Regions from separate parts of the Sus scrofa genome. Here all the other regions are linked to region 3. Evidence: chromatin contacts called from public HiChIP or PLAC-seq and promoter capture Hi-C data. All regions are on one chromosome and are shown on one strand. Each heading gives the region's core, a stretch centred on a gene start, on an enhancer-like site or on the middle of the called end of the contact. The rest is flanking DNA. Distances are from core to core; before and after follow the strand shown.

Region 1 (4,655 bases), core at 1,317-3,816, 440 kb before region 3:
TCTCTCATCTTTGGGTTAAGATGAGAATCTCCCAGAGTCAACCCTACATTTTAAGGGTTTAGTTAGTAAAACATAGACTATGAAGGGAGCATGTCCTTTATATAATAATTAATAATTACTGTTTTCATATCTGCCCCAAATCTACTTTAAGAAGAGAATAGGTAGAGGAGGTAGAGAGAAAACAAAAACAATACTTGGCGGTTTTGCCCTGATCAGCAGGCCAGCTCAGTCTTCTCATGTGAATATATACTGATGTTTTAATCTTAGTATTTTGTTTCTTGACTTTTTTAGACTGTAAATGTTTGGAAGTGGGGTTTTTTGTTTAAGGGGCTTGTATGTAAATAGAGCACACTGTCTAATAGGCTCCCAATTTCCTACACCCTCTCCTGTGATCTTATTTCATACATTTGCTGATGTTAAAGTTATCATATATAAGAAGTTCCCAGGTGGCACGGCACGTTAAGGACCCGGTATTGCCCGTGTCTAGTAGGTGCTCAGTACTATTACTGGGATTGCTGCTGTTGTCTCTGCTGCTTTCATCCCCACTACGCACCTCCAGATGGTTCACTTTCCTTCCTCTGCCCATTCCACCTGCTCTTCTTAGCTGTCTTCTGTTCTCTTATATAATCTCACCGCTGCCTGGCTGTACTGAAATTCCTTGGTTTTGCTCCTTATCAATTCCCCATAAAATCCATCTAAAGTTTTTTCATCCTTCTGAGCAGATGAATCACCTACTTAGAGACTGATGGCATCTACCTCAAATCCTCTCCTCACCACTTAAATTTCCCTGCATTTACATTCTCTCTGCTTCAGCTATCAACCCTTCCCCCTTGCCTCAAAGGAAAGAGCATTCTTCTGTAGCTAATCCCCACAGCCCAATTTTTTATTCCATTCTTTAGCTCAGATTAGGCTCGCCTGCAGGACATAAGACTGCCCCCAAATAACAGTGGTTTAAAAAGAGGTGTTTCTATTGATGAAAATCTTTTAAATTAGGCCATTTAGGACTGATAGCTGTGCAACAAATCAGGAATCCATGTCTTTTTGTCACTGCTCTGCTAACCTTAAAGCATGGCCCTAATCTTCATGGCACAAGACTGCTGCTTGAAAACCAGGAGACACAACTTCCTAGGGAGTGAAATGATGCTAAAGAAGGCAAGGAGGACCTCCTCTCTTTTAAGATGTCCCTAAAGAACTAAACAACACTTAATCGATCTGTAATTAGCCAAAACTTAGCCATATCTGGCTGCCAAGGGCAACTATTTAGCTGAATGGCAATGTGCCCACTGAAAATTCTATACTTTCTAACTTAAAAAAAAAAAGTTTTCTGTTCTAAAGTAAAGGAAAAAAGATTTTATGAGGCACTCATTCTTTCTCACCTCCAACATGTTTACTTACTTCTTCAATCCCCCCCCCCTTTTTTTTGTCTTTTCTAGGGCCACTCCCAGGCTAGGGGTCTTATCGGAGCTGTATCCACCGGCCTACACCAGAGCCACAGCAACGCGGGATCCGAGCCGCGTCTGCGACCTACACCACAGCTCACGGCAACGCCGGATCCTTAACCCACTGGATCCTTAACCCACTGAGCGAGGCCAGGGATCGAACCCTCAATCTCATGGTTTCTAGTCAGATTCGCTAACCATTGAGCCACCACGGGAACTCCATTCAATCCCTTTTCATTACCCTCAAACATATTCTAGCTTTTCACCCTTCACGTCAAAGAAAAATAAAAAAGCTTCTCTTGGAGTTCCCCTTGTGGGGCAGCGGAAATGAATCTGACAAAGGAACCATGAGGTTTCGGGTTCCATCCCTGGCCTCGCCCCGAGAGTTAAGGATCCTGCGTTGCCCTGAGCTGTGGTGTAGGCCGGCAGGTGTAGCTCAGATTCCACCCGTAGCCTCGGAACCTCCATATGCACGGGTGCGGCCCTAAAAAAGACCAAAGACAAAAAAGGAAAACAAAACAAAACAAAACCTTCTCTTGATTCTGATCATTCTTTCCCTATCACCACAAAAACTTTTTTTTTAAAATCGCTCTACAACTTAACCTTTTATTCTGCTTATTCCCAATTCCTACTCACCATCTCACCTTTAATTATATAGCTCCCTAATTAGTCTCCGAGTTCCTGGGTATTTAACATATACATCTTTTACCCCAACCAAGTCTTTAAATTGTATTTCTTTTATATTTAACTTCACAAGTAATACAAGAGTATACTTTAAAAAAAAAAAAAAAAGGTATTATAAATAATGCAAACGTATCCTTCGGCCATGCCCGTGGCTACACCTAGACTTTGCCGAATGAGAGGATGGACGGAGTGGGCCAGAAGGTGCTATTTTCCAATTCGTTCGTGTCAAACAGGAACGAGGGCCCTAAGCCACCGCGAGTTTCACCGCCCGCACGAAGGTCTGTCCCGAGTCCTTGGGGATCCCCGGGTTCCCCGATCGCCTCAGCCTAGTCGGAAGGGCAGAGGTGCTACGAGATTGCCCCCGAGTTCCTGGAGTCTCGCGGGAAGACGCGAGCGAGGCGCACCTCTGACGCACTTCCGGGGCGCCGGAGCCGCGGGGGCCGCGCGCCGGGAAGATGGTGGTCACCAGGTCTGCGCGGCCTCAGGCCGGGCTCCAAGCCACGTCAGCTGAAAGCTCCCAACCGAAGGTAAGAGATCGCACGGCTCCCTCATTTCTCCTCGCTGCCTCGCAGAGCGGTGCTCGGGGGGGGGGGGGCGGCGCAGGGGGCCCGCCAAGCGTGGGGAGGAGCGACCGAAGGGGCCCGAGCTGGCAGCGCGCGTCTGCTGACCGGGCCGGGCGCTGAGCATGGCACTTCATTTTAGGTCTCACTAAGGTCTTGAAGGCAATGCATGGCCTGATTCCATAGAGAGGTTGGGTAACTTGCTTTGGGTAGTTTAGCTCAGTAATACAGCTGTACAGCTCAGGCCTTTTAACCTTACTGCTAGCAGCGTGCCAAGGAGGATTCGTTTAAGCCACCAAGCGTGAGCCTAATTAGTTGGATTGGAGAAGGCACCGTTTTCACGGAAGAAAGCTGGCCGTGCCCCCACAGTACCTCCTTTAGGCGTGGGGAGGGCTGCGGTGACGTCACCTGGTGACTCAGTGACGCTGGTCTTTCGCAGCTTCTGATGCTGCGATGAAGGGAAGGCTACATTAATTCACTTCACTATGAAAAGGTAAGAGCAGCCACCGATTCCATCGATGTGTGTTCCTAAACACATCTTTAATCAGAGTTAAAATCCCCTTTCTTCCCTCTTTCCCTGTATGTGTCGGAATGTAGGTCCACCTAGCATTAGGTGACTTTGAATGGAAAAAATTTTCTCTTTTTCAGTTGTTTTGTTTCCTAAAGTCAGATCCAGGACTTAGGTGATGCTAGAGAGGCAGGGCCTACAAATGCAGAGTCAGATTTAGTATTTAGGTATTGTTTGGGTTTTTTTAGTTGTGCGTGGTGCTGGTGGTTATTACTGTTTGGCATTAATCTTGCTGAGTTTTTTAGTGTCCTCTTGAAATCTGCTTCTGAGGGGAGTGCCTCACTCACTTTGCTCTTGTCCCAGCCCTTCCCAAATTACAGTGTATTTTCACTGGCTTACAGGATTCTGCAAAAAGAATTCAAGCACATCCAAAAGGCAGGAAGGAGTCTCCATCTGATGACCCAAGTACTGCTGAATCACAGACCACTAAGAAACAAAGTCCAGCTCCTTCAGCCAGGAAGAGGAAGAGCAGAACTACAGGCTCATTACCAGAAATGAACAAACCTACTGATGGAGAGATCTCTGAAGCAGAGTCAACTTGTTCTTCTGTGTCCGAGGTCCAGGATCCCATTTTCAGAATAACCAGGAGAAGGCAGATCTTAGTTACAGGCACCCCAGTTTCCAGTGTAAGGAAAAGACCGAAAGTAACTCCAGTAAATGAGTCTCATACTGAGGAAGAAGTCTCTGAAGCAGAATCTCATGCGTCAGGTATTTCTAGAATTGTGCGTCCCACAGTGATAGCTACACAAACCAGAGGAAGCAAGGCTAAGTCCCTAACAGGTCCAAGCCAAGAATCATACATGGAAGCTGTTTCTGATGCTGAGTCATCATGCTCAGAGGTTTCTTCCTTTTCTGGAATTGCAGCGAGGAGGACAACAAGGAGTATGCAGAGGAGATTACAGGCACAAACTGAGGAGAATGATACTATGATTGTAGCAGGAAATGAAAAGCAAGGCGTAGATACACCTGTGAATTCCAAGGATTCAGAAACCAGACGAACTTCTTGTCGTTTACTAGCAAGGTCGCTTTCTCAGATCAATAAGCCGAATCTCTATAATAATGAAATTTATAATGACCTTGATGAGGATCCCTTCTTCGGAAATTCAGGAAAAACATTAATTGCACAAAAACACCCAAGTGTTAATATAAATGAGGAAGAACAGGAAAACGTTTCACCTCTCAAACACATAACAAAGCGGAATTGTGAGAGTTCAGATGAAGAAGCCAAAGAACCAATAGATGAGGGAAAAGAAATTAATGAGAAAGATTCTCAGTTGAATCTTCCTGAACTGCAGGACACCAGCCTTCAGCAGTTAGTTTCTCAAAGGCATTCCACCCCCGAAAATAACAAAACCACATCAGAGCCCTCAAATCTGAACTGTGAGGCTGTAATGAAATCATTAG
Region 2 (4,882 bases), core at 43-2,542, 460 kb before region 3:
CGGATTTGACCCCTAGCCTGGAAACCTCCATATGCCTCGGGTGTGACCTTAAGAAAGAAAAAAAAGGAAAAAAATAAGAATCAAATGTTTCCGTTAACTAAAATGGCCCCTGTTTATTCTTGCTTCTGGGATTAATCTTTTCCTCAATGAGTTCCTCTTTTTTTTTTTTTTTGCCTTTTAGGGCTGCAATCTCAGCATATGGAAGTTCCAGGCTAGAGGTCTAATCAGCACTGCAGCTGCAGGCCTACACCACAGCCACAGCATCAGGGGATCCCAGCCACATCTGTGACCAACACTGCAGCTCACACCAGATTCTCAACCCACTGAGCAGGGCCAGGAATCGAACCCACATCCTCATGGATACTAGTCAGTTCATAACGCTGAACCACAACGGGAACTCCTCTTCAATGAATTCTTACCTTCATTCAGCAACAAATATTTACTCAAGATCAGCCTCAATTTCTAACTCTTCCTAGAAGGAGCTTGCTTTCCAACCTCTCTCCTAATATTTACTAACTGAAATTCATCTCTTTTTAACAGCATTTTGCTTTTTACTATATGTGATTACTCTCAACATAAGTAAAAGTTTTTTGAGGAAAGCTCAATAAATGTTAAATTTGAGGTTCATTCCAAGTCTACCGCACCTGAAATTTAATAGGAATAGTCACAAGTCATATCTTCCCCGGACTGCCGGGTTTTAGTGCTCTCTTTACTCTGAACTCATCTGGAAACTACGATATTCTTATATTATTACTCATTGGCCTTGTATCTGGAACTAGAGTTTAAACTTCTCAAGGGCAGAGATTAAGTCTCACTCTTTGACTTCGCATACGGGCCCGCAAAATAGTGTCAATCAACAGACCTTCAATTCAAGGACAGGAAGGGAAATGAGCCGTTTGGGGGAAAGCCCTGGCGAAAGGAAATGAACTAAGGAAGACGGTAGCAAAGCAGATCTGAAGGAGAAGGGGGTCCTGTGCATTAACACCCGCTTCTGAGAACTGAAAACCGCCAGTATTTCAAAGCCTCCGTGGACGCCGTCGCTGTCTTTTTAAAGAGGTGTGTGAGGGCATCAGCAGCGTGCCCGGCCATTGGCTGGGAGGCCGTCCGCGGCCGTGGGTGGAGGCGGCGCGGACCGGCGCCCCGCCCTCTGACCTGCAGGGGGCGCCCCGCCCCGCCCTTCCGATCGCCCCGCCCCGCCCGCCGGTCGCCCCGCCCCGCGCGCCCCGCGCTCCCTGCGCCGCGCGCCGGCCCGGCGCCTAGCGCCACGCCCGCCGCAGGCAGAGGGCCAGTCACCCGCGGGCAGGCGCCGCCGCCCGCTCGCCGCCCCGCCCCGTCCCACCCGGCCCGGCCCGGCCCCGCCGCGGGACGGGTAACGGTTACGAAGCACTTTCTCCGCGGCGATTTCTGCTTAGTCATTGTCTTCCTGGAAACGGCTGCTCTAGCGGGAGTCAGCTCTCCCGCGGCGGCCGCAGTAGCTGGAGCCGCATCCACTGGCGCGTCCTTCCCCGGCCGCCGCTCCGCCGTCGCCCGACCGCCCTCTGGCCCGAGCGCAGGCCGGGGTCCCGCCGCGTGGAGCGAGAGCCTCGCGCTCCGCTCTCCGGCCTCCGGGGGCCTCCTTCCCTGCCTGCGGCCGCCGGGCCCGCTCCGTCAGCTGCTGCCATGGGCACCGACAGCCGCGCGGCCGGGGCGCTCCTGGCGCGGGCCAGCACCCTGCACCTGCAGACGGGGAACCTGCTCAACTGGGGCCGCCTGCGGAAGAAGTGCCCGTCTACACACAGCGAGGAGGTGAGGGCGGCGACGCGGGGTTCCCGGGGCAGGCCGCGGACCGGGCCGGGCGGCTCCGAGAGGCGGGGAAGCACCGGGAGGCGGAGGCAGGTGGTCGGCCTCGGAGCGCGCAGGGGACGCGGGCGAGGCGCGCACCTGGGCTCTGCCGGCGGGAGGAGGCTGGGGCCGCTGACCGCGGGATGTCGCATCCGAACCTGCTTTGGGGCAGAGCGTCTTAAAAAACTGGGCAGGTGCGATTTCATCCGAGTGACGCCTCATCAGTGTTCATGGCTGATGACCAAGCTCTCCACCCTACTGGATCGCTCTCCCGGACTAGGGGATCCGAGAGGGCCCATGTATCGTCCCTCCCTACCTCGCTCCCTTCCCCCCAGGGTGTCCAGGTAAAGAAACAAATCTTGATTAAAAAAAAATTAACAGACTGTGTCCTGTTACGACGTTATCAAGCTGTGTTCCTAGTCAGTTTCAGCTCTGAGATGTTGGTGATATGCTATGAACTAACACAAGGCATACCCCTTGAGTGTGAGCTGGACCTAAGGCCTGGTGTTGGGAGGAGGACCCATCAGGAGAGGAGGACACTTGGTTGTAGCTTTAATAGGAATCAGAATCCATAGCATATTCTGTGTCCAGGATGCAGCTCAGTTTGTATGTCTTGTTTTTTTTTTTTTTAACCACGTCTGAGTGTACTATTTCTCCCAAAGATAAAAAACTGTGTCTAGTACTAGATCTTTTATTTCTCCAGGGCTTATGGTTCATTGCAGTAATTTGTATGTATACTGATCACATTGGGGGAAATTTTGTCTCTTATCTCACTTATCACATGCTAAAGTAGTCATTTTCAATTTGACTGCAACCACCGTAAAAAATGCATTTTGCCTTACAGTCCAATTCATGGTACACACCACACACAGTTTTCATGAAAATGTTTTCTGTATACTGTGTGTTCTGACTTTTTTCTTATTTTAATTTTTTAAAACTTGACTTCTTAAGATAGTAATGTCACATCCCATAGTTTGAAAAACATTGTTCAGAGGAGTAATTGTGGTTCAGTGTGATATTTTGGGTGCCCCATAAGAGGGACAAAAACTGGAGAAAATTGAAAACATTTGAGGAACACCTGATACGCGGACATATGTAGAGAAAACATGACAGCTTAGTTGGACTAGGAGAGGCATGTTTTGTTTTTATGTAAAGAACTTTGTAACAACCAGAGCCCTAAACTGGGATATGCTACTTGAAACAGTTTAACTTCATTGAAAAAAGAAACTGAATAAATCACTCAGTATTGAGAAAATTTACCCATTGGATGGAGAGATCATTAAATTTCCTAAAAAGTCTCTGTTTGGTTTTTTGAAGAAATTATTCTGGGAGTTCCCATTGTGGCCCAGCAGGTTAAGGATCCATGTTGACTCTGTGAGGATGTGGGTTCAGTCCCTGGCATAGGCCACAGCTGCAGCTCCAATTCCACCCCTAGCCCTGGAACTTCAATATGCCACAGGTGCTGCTGTTAAAAAAAAAAAAAAAAAAAAAAATTATTCTGCAATCTCTGCCATTTTTTTTTTTTTTTTTTTTTTGTCTTTTTAGGGCCATACCCACGGCATATGGAGGTTCCCAGGCTAGGGGTCTAATCAGATCTGTAGCCGCCAGCCTATGCCAGAGCCACAACAATGCCAGATCCTTAACCCACTGAGCAAGGCCAGGGATCAAACCGGCAACCTCATGGTTCCTGGTCAGATTTGTTAACCACTGCGCCATGATGGGAACTCCAGCCGATATTTTTTTTTATTTCACTAGAATTTTATGAAATCAAATCTTATTTTTTTAAATGGGCCCTTTTAGGACCGTTTCAAGCAGTTATTTGTTGTAAGGGTCAGCCGTATGGCATTTTTTTTAAACTCTTACACAACTTCAGATCCAATGATACACTAAATTGTGATACTTATCCTCCATAATGCTTTGTATATATGATACAAATGGAATGAAGAGAGCAGAGGCCAAGAAATTGCACAGTTAATGTTTACTCACTATCGATAACATAAAGGATTAAAAATCACCAGATTTGTGATATAGTCAATGAATTTCTCATATGATTATAACATTGGACTTTTCTATAATTTGTCCTCACAGAAGCATGAACATTTTGAAAACATGCCCATCTTCATGAATTGAGAAATTCGTCAGGAGAGGCCAGCATGCAAATCAAGCATCCTTCCATATGAAAATTTTTAAAAATCCTTTTGAGGGTTTGAGCCATAGCATTCCTGATAGAATTAATTGCTAACTTCTAGTCAGTCCTGCTGCCTCAAATTTTGTTACTTTTTCAAAGACTACTGACTTGTAATTCTGTCTAGAATGATTATCAGCTAATTAATTAGATTCTGACTTAAATTTTTTTATAAATAGACTTTCCACAAAGACACAGACCCTGTGAACTGAATTCATCTTGGTTTTGGGGAAAGCGCATAAATTGTTCTTGTCGATTATAAATCTTAAATAGATGACTTTGATGTCTTGAATTGATAAACTGGTAATTATCTCTACTAAGATATGAACAGCAAAGCGCCTGTATCAGTTTTTATCATAAGTAATCAAGGGTCAGGTAGTGGGTTCAGAAGTTTGGTCTCTGTTGTTGGTATTAGGAAAGTGCTTTTGCAATTCAGGAATGTGCTTCTAGTTACTGATTTATTTTTTTCGTCGATCGCCAACAGAATGCAAAGCACCGTGCCCTGGGTATTTATAGGGCAGTGATTTCAAACTGCTAGTGTTGGCCATTCGTAGTTATAAATCAGTATAGTGAGTCATGGGCAGCGTACGGGTTTTCTTATTAATAGAAGCCATCGGAGTATCTGGCATGTAACACGCATAAATCCCATTTTGTGAATTTTTGTTCTGTTGTATTTATGTAGGTCCTTACTCACTACGTGAGTGTATGTCTTACTTTGGACAACTATTAAATAAGTTTGAAATACACTGTCGTGAAAGATAAAAGATAAGTAGACAGTTTAATGAATTTACAAATCACCAATACTGGTAAAAAAAAGTATTTATTTACGTAAGAAAACATTGAAGACAGATGGACAGTCTCCCTAAGTGCTAGGAA
Region 3 (5,032 bases), core at 1,912-4,411:
CACCTTAAGGATTTCTTTTACTCACTCAGGACAAAAATTTATTTAAATGATTAAGCAATATGAAATTAATAAAGAGATTATAAATGTATAAAGTATATTCCCCTAACTGGTGAAAATTCTGGGTTAAAACGTAGATTCTTATCCACTTAACAGCAATGTTACAAGAGGAAAAAAAAATCTGTAGGACTGTAACAGGTCAATACACGATTTTGAAAAAATAAATCATCTTTAGTGCATAAGGAAATTGCTTTCACTGGAACTTTCTCTGACTCATACATTAAACTGAATTTAGCATATTCCAGAGTTGAGCTATTTAGCATACTGCTAGCTACAGCTGCACTTTTCTTCCATCATGTCAATCAGATATCTAAATATATCCTAGAAAAGAATAAACTCTACCCAAGAAGACAGATCGTGATGTGTTATTAGATTTTTGGAATGATCACCACGTCTGTGGTGTAAACAAGTGTTTAGGCAGATCCTTCTGAAATCTTTTGCAATTTTCATTGGAAAGGCAATGTTGATCAAAGATCCTTTTTCTCTTTTATAAGCTGTAAAACGAAATTATAGCTATCTGTGTTGAATAATCTTGTGAAAGACTTGTGCCAACAATTGCACATACAATGTAAAAATAAAACACAAGAGGAAAAACAGACAACTTTTGCTTTCATTTTACTTGCCAGAGTACACCAAACAAGTAGAAGAATATTCTAGCTTTAAAATCAAATAAACTTTTCCCTAGGGATTTCCTTCCTCCATAAGGAAGTACTGAAATGGAAACGGCAGAGTATGTTTTAAACCTACTTTCCACACATCATTAAGGATCAAAAGTGACTCATTTAATCCTTTTGTCAATATTGACAGTGAAATACTACATATGGTTAAGTATGAGATGTGTCCTCTACTTCAGAATAACAAGAAAGTCACCTTTTAAAAAATCGAATTATAAAAAAAGTTGAATTTTATATAAAAGTTGAGTTTTATATAAAACTGTATATAATTCAAAAAGTTGAATTATAAAAATAAAATGGTAGACAACCACCTGCCTACCAAAATTAACCGTGATTTTTTACTTCAAAAGCAATCAAGAAATTGTTAAAAATTTTAATTAGACTATTATAAAAGGTAAAGTCTCACTTCAAATTGAATGCAGTCTTTTCATAAGAATACATGTACAAGTCACAGAAAGTAATTCCTAAAACATAATTAGTGAATGTCTCTTCATTTTTGAAACGAACCATCAGAATACAGTTCCCCAACTCTATTACTGAACTAAATCCTTTCCAAGAGAAGAAAGAAGAAACTGTTACACTTCCAGAAGCGCTGCTCAAGAAAAGGTTGCGTGTGTACATCCAAGTGGGGAGGACGGCAGGAAAGGGCAGCGGAATGTCCCGCGAAAAAAAACCTCACAATCTTTCCATCCAAGCTTGGAAAAGCTACCGCCACAAAGCAAAGCAAGTTGCAGAAGAAAAAGGAAGGAAGGAGGGAGGGAAGGAAGGAAGGAAAGAGAAGGAAAGGAGAGGAGGGAGAGGAAAGGGTGCCTTTTCTTACAGAATAGAACTTGAGAGCTCTGGCAACTTGTTGCTGGCCGGCAGGACCATTTTCAAAGCAGAGAACACAGACACTCTCTCCATCCAACCCTAATCCACCGCGCAGCGCTCAACATCCACGTTCCTCCCACTCTCCCCGCGTTCTCAACACGCGTCTTTCCCTCCACCCTGGGGCAGGGCTCGGGTGGGGATGAAGGTCCCGTCTGCATTCAGAGCCTCCGCGGGACAGCTTCTGGGTTCCTCTCCGTTGTCACGCCCTCGGTCCCCCTTCCGCAGGCTCCTTCTCGCTCCTCACGTCCGGGTTCCACCGCAGGCAGGCAAAACTCCTGCCGCTTCGGCTGGCCCGGCTGTAAACTGAGAGCACCCCTCCCGCTCGAGCCGGGGGCACGCCAGCTGGCCCCGCCGCTGGGCAGCTCTTCCACCATCCGCTGCTTGAAAAGGGCGAGAACCCGCCACGGGGATGTGAAGGCGCCGGCTGCCCCCACGCCCGCGGGGCCTTGTCAGCGACCAGCACTAAGCCACCAGGACCAGCCTGAGGGCTGGGACATGACGGCGTCGCCCACGAGCACGCCGTCCCCGGCCGGCCCCTCTTCGGCAGCAAAAGCCCACAGAGACCACTTACCTTGTATGACGTGCTCTGGCGAGATGGTCTTCTTTTCCGATTTGTTGCAAATCTCATTGGCTTCAGAAGATACAAGGTGAATGAATTCAGTGCAGCAGTTCACCACCAGCTCCCGGGCATCGTTGGCCACCCGGACATTGGGCAGAGTCTCTTTGATCATCTTATTAATAGCAGCTCTGGGTATAGTGAGATCATCGTCGTTGCCAGATGAGGAGGCCATCGTACCTTCCTACCTCTCGTGCCCCGACTTGTAAAAAACTCCCCAGCTCTGGTCCACACTCCACGAAGCTTCTTTCAAAAGGGCGCCTCGGAGAGTGAGCCCGGCGGCGCTCTGAGAATAGGGTGCAGGAGATAAAGGGGGGGTCAAGAGGGCAAGAAACACCCGCGTGCGTGAGATTCAGGGCGAGGCTGGGAACAAAGTTGGGGGCTGAGGATCCTGGGGACAGCACCGCCCAGGTCAGCGAGGGAAAGCAAGGTGGTGCGGAAATCTAAGCCCGGAGAACCACCTTCGTGCCTCCTCAGAGGGGCGTGCGCTGTCGCCTAACCGGTCCCCAACGGCGCCGGAGCAGAGGCAAGGTCCAGGGGCACTGGCCTGGCCGCGGTACCGGGCGGACACCCAGCGGGCCGGGCTCTACAGAGCCGGAGCCCCCGCTGCCGCCGCCAGCAGCCGCTGCCGCTGCCTCGGCCAAACCATCCTTCAGACACCGGCGCCGCCGCCTCACAACATGTCGGCCGCGGCCGCTGCTGGAACCCGGGCGGCCGCCGGGGAACGAAGACGGACAGAGCCGGCACAGGCGAGCGGCAGGGGCGGCCGCTGTGGCCGTTCAGCCCGAACGCAGACCGTGGAAGCCGAAGACGCGGTAACGGTGGTCCCTCCAGAGGCCACAGAAGAAGGTTTGCTGGAAGTCTCTCCCGATACCCTTTGCGCTACCGGAAGTCTCGCCCCCACACGTTTTCCCCCCCTCCAGCCCGACTTCCGGGTGTGGCTGCAGCCCTTCCCCCACCCGCGCCGGCGGGAACCGCCCGTCCTCCCCGCCAGCTGCTTCCGCTTTCCGTGGTCCCGGCACGCGCCTTGGGGTCCCGCCCCTTCCCGGGGCCGTAGCGGCCGGGCGCGCGCCCCGCGGTACCGGAGCGCCCCGGCAGGCGTCGGACGCGGGCCGGGGTGGCTGCGTGGACTGGCGAAGATGGAAAGCCGCCTCTGCCCTCTCAACCCGCTGAGGCTCGGAACCCATTCCTAGCCAAGTTTGCAGACAAAGGGGCGCTGGATTTCGTTTAAAGAATTCTAGTTGCTCATCCTAAAGCGCCCGAATTGAGATTGAAAGGAAGAGGAAGGAGGCCTGGGCTCGGCCGTGCAGTATGGGGGAAGTAGAACCCGGTGTGTCTGTATCGTCCACAGGAAGACGCTTTGGATAGTACCTCATAGACGTTATTCGGGTGGAAACTCGGGCGCCCCACCCATTTTCTGGTTTTATGGGAAACATTCAGAAAAGTGACTTTCCCTCGCGGTCACTGCTAATACCTAAACTGGAAACTAGAAATAAGATCCATCGTAGTGGAAACGCCTAGTCTACAATGAGCCAGATTAGAAGGTTCCGATTTAGACATTTTGGATTTCGATGAAGCGAAAAAGAGTGGGCTCTGATTTTTTTTTTTTTTTTGCAAACGTGTATCAAGTTCTTAAGAAAAATTGCACAAGAAATAGCAACAACAGACAAAAAGACCAAAAAAAAAAAAAAAAAAAAAAAAAAGGAGTTCCCGTCGTGGCGCAGTGGTTAACGAATCCGACTAGGAACCATGAGGTTGCGGGTTCGGTCCCTGCCCTTGCTCAGTGGGTTAACGATCTGGCGTTGCCGTGCGCTGTGGTGTAGGTTGCAGACGCGGCTCGGATCCCGCGTTGCTGTGTCTCTGGCGTAGGCCGGTGGCTACAGCTCCGGTTCGACCCCTAGCCTGGGAACCTCCATATGCCGCGGGAGCGGCCCAAGAAATAGCAACAACAACAAAAAGACCAAAAAAAAAAAAAAAAAAAGAAAAATTGCATTATTTCTAAAAGCTAAGTTTGCCATACTGTCATTTTGAAGAAGCAGACTATATTATAAATAGGGAGGTGCAATTTCTAAAAGGCAAACCAGATACCGTTTACATGAGTTTGGGCACTTTAGTTAATCAGCTAAATTGTTCTTAGATTGGACAGCAACTGGCTTGTTTGAAATGTTTTCTTAAAACCTTTTGGTGTATGATCCTAGGTGTAGCACTTTAGGAGACCTTAATTACATTTTTAAAAAAATTTTTCATTTAGCATTTTCGCCAGTACACTTGCAGGTTTTTTAATTTCTGGAGTTTAGACCCTTTTTCTCAGTGTTACTAAGTTTAGTCGAAACAAAATTTATTTGATAAAGTTTTTCTTTAAAGTGGGAATGTGAAACTCTTGGCTCAGATGTTGGCTATTAAGTATTTTTGTACGTCAAGGTACTGTTGCATTAAAGGGTTTTATTGCCTAAATTTATCTTGGGCTTACCAAGTTTGCAAGCCTGAAAAAGCTAGCTAGCAAAAAAGGTCCCCGAAATGATCACATTGTCACTGACCCAAAACTTAATATTCTTGAAAAAAATGTAATAATGATAATTTTGCCTTTTCATATAACATTTGTGCTACATAGGCTTGTAGGGTTATGATACATAAAGCAGTAGAGCACACATGTTGTTACTCCAGTAATTTATTACTACAGAGTTCTGTGGTAAAAGAAGCAAGAAATGTGTAGTAAAGAAACAGGTTCCAGTCCCAGTTTTTTGTAACTTTAGGCAGGCCACCTTCCAAGTCTCCTTTTTCCTCAACCAGAAATGGAAATATTACATAACTCAGA

Evidence for each region. Promoter capture Hi-C pulls out the DNA fragments that hold promoters and counts their contacts. HiChIP or PLAC-seq counts read pairs in DNA pulled down with a chosen protein or histone mark.
Region 1: an H3K27ac HiChIP or PLAC-seq map of alveolar macrophages shows a contact between it and region 3. The contact joins the promoter of DNTTIP2 here to the promoter of DR1 in region 3. A contact is called at or near these places in 2 of 5 promoter capture datasets (fetal liver and liver) and 1 of 2 datasets of contacts at active chromatin or transcription factors (alveolar macrophages).
Region 2: a promoter capture Hi-C map of liver shows a contact between it and region 3, with 3 times the contacts expected there. The contact joins the promoter of GCLM here to the promoter of DR1 in region 3. A contact is called at or near these places in 2 of 5 promoter capture datasets (fetal liver and liver), 1 of 47 Hi-C or Micro-C datasets (heart right ventricle) and 1 of 2 datasets of contacts at active chromatin or transcription factors (alveolar macrophages).

What each region holds. Positions count from the first base shown.
Region 1 is chr4:123,392,205-123,396,859 of Sscrofa11.1, forward strand. DNTTIP2 (deoxynucleotidyltransferase terminal interacting protein 2) reads left to right here and starts at 2,567. Exons shown (of 7, transcript NM_001243674.1): 1 at 2,567-2,650; 2 at 3,593-4,655. The coding sequence starts at 2,579.
Region 2 is chr4:123,369,906-123,374,787 of Sscrofa11.1, forward strand. It overlaps GCLM (glutamate--cysteine ligase regulatory subunit), which reads left to right and starts at 1,293. Exons shown (of 7, transcript XM_001926378.4): 1 at 1,293-1,785. The coding sequence starts at 1,660.
Region 3 is chr4:123,832,714-123,837,745 of Sscrofa11.1, forward strand. DR1 (protein Dr1) reads right to left here and starts at 3,162. Exons shown (of 3, transcript XM_001928479.5): 1 at 2,173-3,162. The coding sequence starts at 2,392. It overlaps CCDC18 (coiled-coil domain-containing protein 18), which reads right to left. Exons shown (of 32, transcript XM_021090190.1): 32 at 4,868-5,032.